Linked DNA regions of Mus musculus: regions 2 and 3 are each linked to region 1. The links are chromatin contacts, called in public Hi-C and HiChIP or PLAC-seq maps. All regions are on one chromosome and are shown on one strand. The core of a region is the stretch at or near the end of the contact, and the rest is flanking DNA. Distances in the headings are between cores, read along the strand shown.

Region 1 (2,719 bases), core at 85-2,584:
GAGGGCCGTGATGAAGCCCGCACGAACTTTCCTCAGTGTCAGGCTCCGATGTCCTCCACTGTTTCCACTCTGTCTGTTTTGACTTTGTAGGGTCACTCCCTGAGATTTTGCCTTCTAATGTCCCTGTTTCCGTTTGATTACAAACCCTAACTGTGCTTTTTCCTCACAATATAATCTGGAGAATTGTGCTTCAGGTGTAAGGCATACTCTAGACGCTTAATTCTATGGTGCTAACCAAATGACCTCTTCATTCATTCATTCATTCATTCATTCATTCATTCATTCAGATCTATGTGGGCCAGTGGTTGTTCTGTATGTTATAAACTTAGAAGGAATGAAGATGGGGGATCTTTGGCTTATCTCTTTCGTTCCCATTTCCCCTAGGTTGCTACACTTTTAGGCATTCTGTAAAAACCCAATGTAAATGCTGTTTTTTCCATAAAACCTGCAGTTACATACTCATAAAACTGTTCCCACAGTCCTCTATATTCCCATGACAGTACTGCTTCGGTCTCTTTTTGGTTATTTTCCTATGTGATGGTGCATTATACTGTCTAGAATGTGGGCTTATGCAGGAGGGTGACTGTGTCATTTTAATCTCTCCTCGCTATCAAGCTCCATGTTGCTCTGTTCAACTGGCTCCTCTCTGGCCACATCTTTTCTGGGCCGTCCATCAGTTATTCCAGACACCTTGCCATGTCTTGTCTTTGTAATTGTCTCTTCTAGACATTTTTGGCCAGACCCCTTTCACACCTTTATTACTTAGCTCCTGCTAGGAGGCTTAAATTCTGCATAATGACCTAGAGAATGATTATATTTTATACTGAGCAAGTCCTTAATTAATCTATTTAACAAATAAGTGAAAATTTAAAGGAAATATGTTTAGTTCTTATTACTTCTATAGTAAGTTTGGGATGAGACTATAAATGCTGAGAGCCGCTGCTGGCATTAACAAAACTGTGGGGAAGGCACACAAACACAGACCTGGCAACTCCGCTGCACACATGAGGTAATGCAAGCTACCCCTGGTCACTCAGTCCTTCTGCTTCTGCACTCCTTGTTGGTATAGCAGCCCCCGCCCCCACCCCTCTTAAGCTAGGGGAGAACAGGAAAAACACAACTCTCAACTCAAGTTAGATCAGGAAGTTGTGTGGCAATTTCTGGAATGTCAAGAATAAAAATAAGGAAGCAAGAATTAATCCTGCTAGCCTCGAATGAGAAGCTGTCACCGAGAAAGCTGTAACTTTCTAAATGAATCTAACACCTCTGAAACTCCCCCAACTATGCCAAGTGTTTACATGTTCTCTCAGAATGTGGCATCTACAGCGAGTGGTTTTGGTCGCGAAGCACACCATCTGCGTGATTACCCAGCCCTTGCGAAGAGTACTCTGAACTCAGCAGTTGTACAACAGACGCATTTAAAATATACAGTGTTCCCACTCCCATAGTTCAGAGCGGGTGTTAGAAAACAACCAGCCTCCTGGAGAACTCAGACTGCATCTGATGTTCTTCCAGACACCTTTCTGCCACCCTGCATGTAGTTCTGGAAGATAGCATTATCATAAGAGATTTACAGACCAAAGCACAGGTCAGCCTGACCTCCGGGCCATCATCAGCTGCAGTCACAGTCATTAGTGAGTCAATTGGTGTGAGAAGTGAAGTCAGATCGCTCCTCAGCTGTCATCCAAGGGGAGGTCTGTGTTGTCGGAGGAAAAACACACCCATAGCAGTCAGAGGGTGAATACTCCAGAGAAGGGACTAAGAGGACTTTCACTGTTAGTCAGCCGTGCCACCCACATAGTTCTCTTGAAAAATAACTTTAGGCTGTAGTTGCTGATGAAGTGCCAGAATCAAGACTGAAAAACTAGGAAGCTACTTTTGCAGTGACATTGGTGACTGCAGACCCACAGTTGTGAAAGAGGGACATCAAAGAGAACTCTTTAAAAAAAATGTGATAACGATGCTAAAGCAGAGCTCTCCACATTGATGGCTTCTGGCTGGGATCTGGGTAGGGAAGGACACAGTTTTCTTTAAGGGGCTGACCATTGGGAGTTTTATCATGCTCCAGTGAGTATACTGGCAACACAATTGAACTTGGTTTTGGTTTTGTTTGTTTTGCTTCTCCTCTTCCTTATCTTCCTCCTCCTCTTCCTCCTCTTCTTCTTCCTCCCTCATGTCAGTAAGAAAAATAAGAAAAATATCATAGTTTTCTTAACTCACACTAGGTCAGACACCAGCAACAAGTTTTGGGTGTGAAAAGTAAAAGTAATAATTAGAGAAAAAAAAGTCTTATGAGTACAAAATCAAAAGCAAACCAAAACCCCTAAATATACTAAAGATATGCACTGGATCTGGGAGCTGTTTCTTGGGCATAATAGACTCTACCTGTTCCAAATGGGCAGGGCACAAATAGAGCAGTCCTTCTCTAGCCATGGCTTTCAGTCTTAATATGTAAGTCACATGAGTCCATGATCATTAGTACATTTTAACCAAATTGTGTGTTATATGGACAGGATCTCTATATGAAAGATTTGGACAGGAAGTCCATACCCTAGAGTGACTTTGTCTTGGAGAGTCAGTTTAAGGACTGTGTTTGCTAGTTAGTAAATGAATGTTAAAGTCATATTTAACATAATGTAATATAATAACATTCCAGATTTGCAGCATGTGACATCACAGGCCAGGACTGTCTGGGAGAGCAGTAGAACTGGCTTTTCTG
Region 2 (2,719 bases), core at 73-2,572, 230 kb before region 1:
ATTTGAGACCACTCAGGTTCTTCTGCATTTTTCTTTCTCGTTCAAAGTTACACTATGAGCTTTGGGTGTGTCCTGCAGCTCTCCAGTGGGATGCTCTACTTGCCTGGAGCCTTTTTCCTTTTGCATTTGCTTTAGTGTTTGAATCGTCTATGGCCACATCCTTGAGCACAGATTCTTTCTTTGGTCGCATGCAGCGTATTAGCGAAGCCATCGAAGGCGTTCTTGACACTCCTGCTACAGCATGCTTGTGACCCAACAGGTCTTTAGTTCTTTCTGAAAACGTCTACCTCAGTCAACATTACCCACCTGTTCTTGCATCTGTCCACCTTTTATTCATTAGCATCTTAATCATTAAAACCACTTCTGGGTGCAACGAGATGGACCTTGCTAAAGCTGACATCTGGGGTTTACCACTGAGAGTCACATCTTGAAAGGAGAACTGTCTCATAGAAGTCATCTGACCTCCACTGGAGGGGTGTGTGTGTGTGTGTGTGTGTGTGTGTGTGTGTGTGTGTGACATGCTCACACAATACAAAAGTCAGGCAGTGGTAGCCCATGCCTGTAATTCTAGCACTCAGAAGGCAGAAGCAAGCAAATCTCTGAGTTTAAAGCCAGCCAGGTCTACAGAGTTCCAGGACAGCCAGAGCCACACAGAGAAACCAAAAAAAAAAAAAAAAAAAAAAAACAAACTAAGCAAATAACCTAAACACTATAATCCCCATATTGGTGCTAATTTGCTTCTATTTTGAGTACTTCTCCATTTTTTTTTTTTTGGTATGTCTTGCAATTGTTTGTTCAATGGCACACACGATATCCTTGGTAACTGCCCTCAAGAAGACTTTGATAATGCAGTGGAGGAACATCCTGCCCTGCTGTGACTAGTCTGTCTTTTGTGGGGCTGGGTCTTGCATTATGAACTGCACCACTGTGGTTCAAAGTTACTTCAGCCAGTTGGGTAAAACTGGATTTCTTGAGTGGTCTGCAGCTGGGTAGTTCTCTTCCTTCAGGTTAGGGTTAGACTAGAATCTGCTACAATTCCAGAAATTGCTAAAATCCCAGCAGTGGGCAGGACAGGGCGTGGGAGCTCAGTGAGTTTGAGTATAGCCAGATCCACGTAGGGAAGCCTGGTATAAGAAAGGGAAAAAGCCAGAATGTAGGTTTTATTCCACAGTTCCTTAAAGCCAGGCCTTAAATTCCTAATGGAATTCTCTGGCATATTTCAAAAGCATTTCTTTTCCTGCCTTGCCAGGAAGTGTGTGGTGATGGGCTACACTACCAACTTTGAGGAACTGGGAGAGCTGGTGGCAGAGGAGGCACCAAGTGGGTGCTACACTGACTGTGTGATCCTGGAGTCTGCACTCCTCAGCCACACCAAGGCCCCAGCGAGTCACTAACTGCCCAGGTTTTCCCACCCTGACAATAGGTCCTGATAGTTCTTCCTGTGGACTGCTGACAAGCTATGGCTTTCACTATCAGCCTACATCTTCTCAGCATCGGGAGATGATGGTTTCCTCTGATCTTCTCTTGAAAGAACTGAGCCCTGTTGGTTTCCATCTCACTCATTTACGTGTCACTTGGATGGAGTGGTGCCTTCTCTGTTCCCTACACGACAGACTGCAAACAGGAAGTTTGCCATTTTTAAAAACTATAAAACAAAACCACCAACTCCCACTCCAACTCTATAACTTTATACAAAGTCCAGCTTTTAGTTTATTCTTCTCTTTTTCCTTATTTTTCTCTTTTCCTCCTGCCCCAAGACTAGGTGTCTCACTGTACAGCCCCGAATGAGTAGAATTCTCTTATATAGACTAGTCTTGCCTGGAACTCACATAGATCTGCCCAGCTCTGCCCTTGGAGTACTGGTATTAAAGGCATACCCTACCACACCTGGCAAAAATTGTATTTTGAAAGCTGTTGAAAACTGTACATGACAAATCACGCACCTGTGACTGAATTAAAAAAAAAAAAAAACTCTTTTGGGCCACTTAAGAGGCAGAAGGAGGTATATCTTTGTGAGTTCAACGCCAACCTAGTCTACATCGTGAGTTCCGAGTGAGTGAGCCAGGGTTATGTAGAGAAACCCTGTCTCAAGAAAATAAACAAAAAATATTTTGTGGGGGTTCAAGAGCTGGCTCAGCAGTTAAGACCACCGGCTGCTGTTCCAGAGGACCTGGGTTTAATTCCCAGCACTTATATGGCTGCTTACAATTGTCTGTAATTCCATTTCCAGGAGATCCAAACCTTCTTCTAGCCTCTTATAGCACCAGATACCATGTGGTGCAAAGATATACATGTAGGGAAACACTCATACACATGGGATAAAATATTAATAATAAATAAGAAATGTGTAAAACACTGGGAAGTGGTGGCACACACCTTTAATCCCAGCACTTGGGAGGCAGAGGCAGGCAGATTTCGGAGTTTGAGGCCAGCCTGGTCTACAGAGTGAGTTCCAGGACAGCCAGGACTATACAGAGAAACCCTGTCTCAAAAAGAAAAAAGAAAGAAAAAAGAACAGAAAAGAAAAGAAAAAAAGAAAGAAAACAGAAATGTATAAAACAAAATTCAAAGTTTCGGGGTTTGGGTTTATTTATTTTATTTAATGTACATGAGTATTTTATCTGCATCTATGCCTATGAGTCATGTGTCTGATCCCTTAGAACTGTAATTATAGATAGTTGTGAGCCACCATCTGGTATGTGAATTCTGGGAACCAAAC
Region 3 (2,719 bases), core at 156-2,655, 130 kb before region 1:
CATCAATCACTAATTAAGAAGACACCCTAGAGACTTGCCTACAGCCTGGTCTTATGAAGATAATTCTGCAGGTGAGGTTCCTTCTTCCCAGGTGTCTCTAGCATGTGTCAACTCGACATAAAACTAGTCCACACAACTGGCCACACAATTTCATCCTAATATTTTTCCACGTTCAGAATATCCACTGACTTGAGGGTATCTAAAAAGATCTCCCCCATGGTTGTTAAATCACCTTCTTTTGAAAGTATACCATGGACAAAATAAATGTCTTTCTGAGGACAGGTGCTTTGAAGGCGTGAGAAAGCAGAACAGTGCTGGTATGACCTCAGAGGCTAAGGGATGGATGCCTCGTGCCTCATAATACTTCTGAGAGGGCCTTTCCTGGAGGAAGCATTTAGTAGATGCTTACTGAATACACAGTGAGTCTAAATTAGAACAGAAAATCTATTTTTTAAAAATATTTATTTATTCATTATATGTAAGTACACTGTAGCTGTCTTCAGACACTGTGGAAGAGGAGTGTCAGATCTTGTTACAGATGGTTGTGAGCCACCATGTGGTTGGCTGGGATTTGAACTCAGGACCTTTGGAAGAGCAGTTGGTGCTCTTAACTGCTGAACTGTCTCTCCAGCCCCAGAAAATGTATTTTTAAAACTCCTTGCTATGGTGATTATCAGACAACTGTATCATCTCAAACATTTCTCTGCCTGCAGATGTCATCATGCCTTTCTCTTAATTTGGGAGATTTTATCATGTCTACCAGTGGTACTGAGGATTAATATCTGAAACCATTTCACTGGTTATAAGGCACTGAAACTATTATAATTAGGCACTGCCTGGGCACTCCTCCTTCTTGAGAGAGACATAGACCTTTGCCTTTTGTTCAGTTATTTCTCAGAATAGTATTCCTGTCTTGGCTCCTAAGTAGAAACTTGACTTGCTAGGCTTATTTCACAGTTGCTTCCATCCTTTGACTTCCTGTTTTCACAATGTGCCCGCCAACCAAATGTATCTGTGGTTTTAAAGCACGTGCCAATGGGACAGATATCAGGCAGAAAATGCATCTACACATCCCAAAAGGCCTCTGTTAAAATCAGTAAGATTGCACAAGGCAGGAACCTAAGGAACCATTCTACGAGAAGTGAATGGTCAGAAATTAGTTCATTCAGTGCTCTGTCTGAGCCTTAATAAGCCATGCCTTATCTCTTTGAGCCAGTGGGCAGCTTCTAATTGGTAAGGGTCCAAGGTAAGGCAAACACGTGGAAGGGGACCTCTCTGCCTGCCTTTATACATCAGCGAGATAGCCCTATCATACATCAACGGACGGCCTTCAAGTTGACAACAGGAAAAAATGTGACTCAGCTCATACAAAGGGGGAAGTCCTATGCTGGGCGCAGACAATGGCTCTGTCATTTTGCTGTGTTGCTGGGCTGTCGTCTCTGTGAAGATATGCAGGGCTGGGGACTCAGCCTTCTCTGAGACAGAGCATTTTAGCATCTAAGGTGGAACAGAGCAAAGGAAACAGCAGGAAACTTATGGTCAGGATGGTAAAGTGATACCTTCCAGTCAGTTGTACTTCATATAGCAATGAAAACAGGAAAGGGTCAGCACTGAGATAAAAGCATAAAACAATCCCAAAACCAAAACCCAAATCCAAAACCCCCACCTCCTTTGAATGATGGAGTCTGGAGAACAATAAAGGATGTATTCTGTGAAAGAGTCACTTATTTTTTTCCTCTTATATTTATATATTTATAATTCCCTCTGTAGAAGTACCAACCTGCTTATGGATGTAGAATATCATATGGCACTAAACAGTGTCTACATATGGTTCACATGTTATCTTGTCATCAGAGTTTTGGGGGAGACTTTTGAGACATACAGCTGAGGAGAATGTGTCTTTCTCTAGTATCTGAGTACTTCCAGCTTACATACAACACCACCACCAACTAGGGAGACCACAACTGTCACGTTCTTATCAGAAACCATGTTCCTAAGATAAGCCACTTTATGTGTGAGTTCCTGTGTGTGCAGCCACTTGTCTCTGCATGGATGGTCTGTTATTAATTGCTGCCCCAATGTGTCTTGTCACATCACCTTTTCCAGTGTCTCATTTGTCTGAATCTGCATTCTCTTCTGCTTCTATAGGCGAGGAGACTGTGGGGGAAGGTGCCCATTAGGCCCCCAGTGAGACACTGAGTTATTAACAGCAGCGAGAAGATTACCAAAACTTTTCAGGCCTTTGGAATTTGGTAGGAAAGACATTTACAACAATTTACAACAAATCATACATGAAAACATGACTTCTAAGTTTCAGTCTTTTGAAAAATAATGTTAATTTTTGACTTAGAGTGTGACAAATCTATTTTACTGTGATCTTTTAACTTGTGGTTATTCTGGTATGGGTGCTTGTGTAGTAGCCATGTCACAGTAGCTTGTTAAGGACAGTGGCCCCTCCCCCTTCTGCATTATCACCACCTTCACCTCTGTCTCCTTGGTACACTGTGCCTGAAATGTGTCAGTCATGTTTGTATCAGGCTTAGATCATTCAAACTTACTAAAGAGGAATGAATGAAGGTGTTCATTTAGGAAGTAGAGTGAGTTAGGAGGTTTTGTTTTGGTTTGGTTTTGGTTTTTGTTTTTTGTTTTTTGACAAGGTCTGACTTGGCTGGTCTAGAACTCTCCACAAGGCTGGCCTCCACCTCCTGAAAGTCTACCT

Evidence for each region. A called contact is a pair of places that touch in the nucleus more often than the background predicts. HiChIP or PLAC-seq counts read pairs in DNA pulled down with a chosen protein or histone mark.
Region 2: an H3K4me3 HiChIP or PLAC-seq map of microglia shows a contact between it and region 1, with 6 times the contacts expected there. The contact joins two enhancer-like sites. A contact is called at or near these places in 4 of 484 Hi-C or Micro-C datasets (group 2 innate lymphoid cells, macrophages, muscle stem cells and 1 more) and 1 of 115 datasets of contacts at active chromatin or transcription factors (microglia).
Region 3: a contact with region 1 is called in a Hi-C map of Th2 cells, with 2.9 times the contacts expected there. The contact joins two enhancer-like sites. A contact is called at or near these places in 8 of 484 Hi-C or Micro-C datasets (Th1 cells, Th2 cells, bone marrow-derived macrophages and 3 more) and 5 of 115 datasets of contacts at active chromatin or transcription factors (CD8 T cells, the HPC-7 cell line, Th2 cells and 2 more).

What each region holds. Positions count from the first base shown.
Region 1 is chr3:133,756,872-133,759,590 of GRCm38.p6, forward strand. No RefSeq gene overlaps it. Among named protein-coding and RNA genes, the nearest start is that of Gm6135, 33 kb to the right of the region's middle. Within about 2 kb of position 1,335, at least 62 of the 459 cell types and tissues checked have an H3K27ac peak or open chromatin away from gene starts, as enhancers often do. A contact at or near this core is called in Th1 cells, Th2 cells, bone marrow-derived dendritic cells and 3 more, where this site is marked.
Region 2 is chr3:133,524,984-133,527,702 of GRCm38.p6, forward strand. All of the region lies in intron 1 of Tet2 (tet methylcytosine dioxygenase 2), which reads right to left. Among named protein-coding and RNA genes, the nearest start is that of Tet2, 18 kb to the right of the region's middle. Within about 2 kb of position 1,323, at least 61 of the 459 cell types and tissues checked have an H3K27ac peak or open chromatin away from gene starts, as enhancers often do. A contact at or near this core is called in microglia, where this site is marked.
Region 3 is chr3:133,622,251-133,624,969 of GRCm38.p6, forward strand. No RefSeq gene overlaps it. Among named protein-coding and RNA genes, the nearest start is that of Gm40153, 40 kb to the right of the region's middle. Within about 2 kb of position 1,406, at least 87 of the 459 cell types and tissues checked have an H3K27ac peak or open chromatin away from gene starts, as enhancers often do. A contact at or near this core is called in Th1 cells, Th2 cells, bone marrow-derived dendritic cells and 2 more, where this site is marked.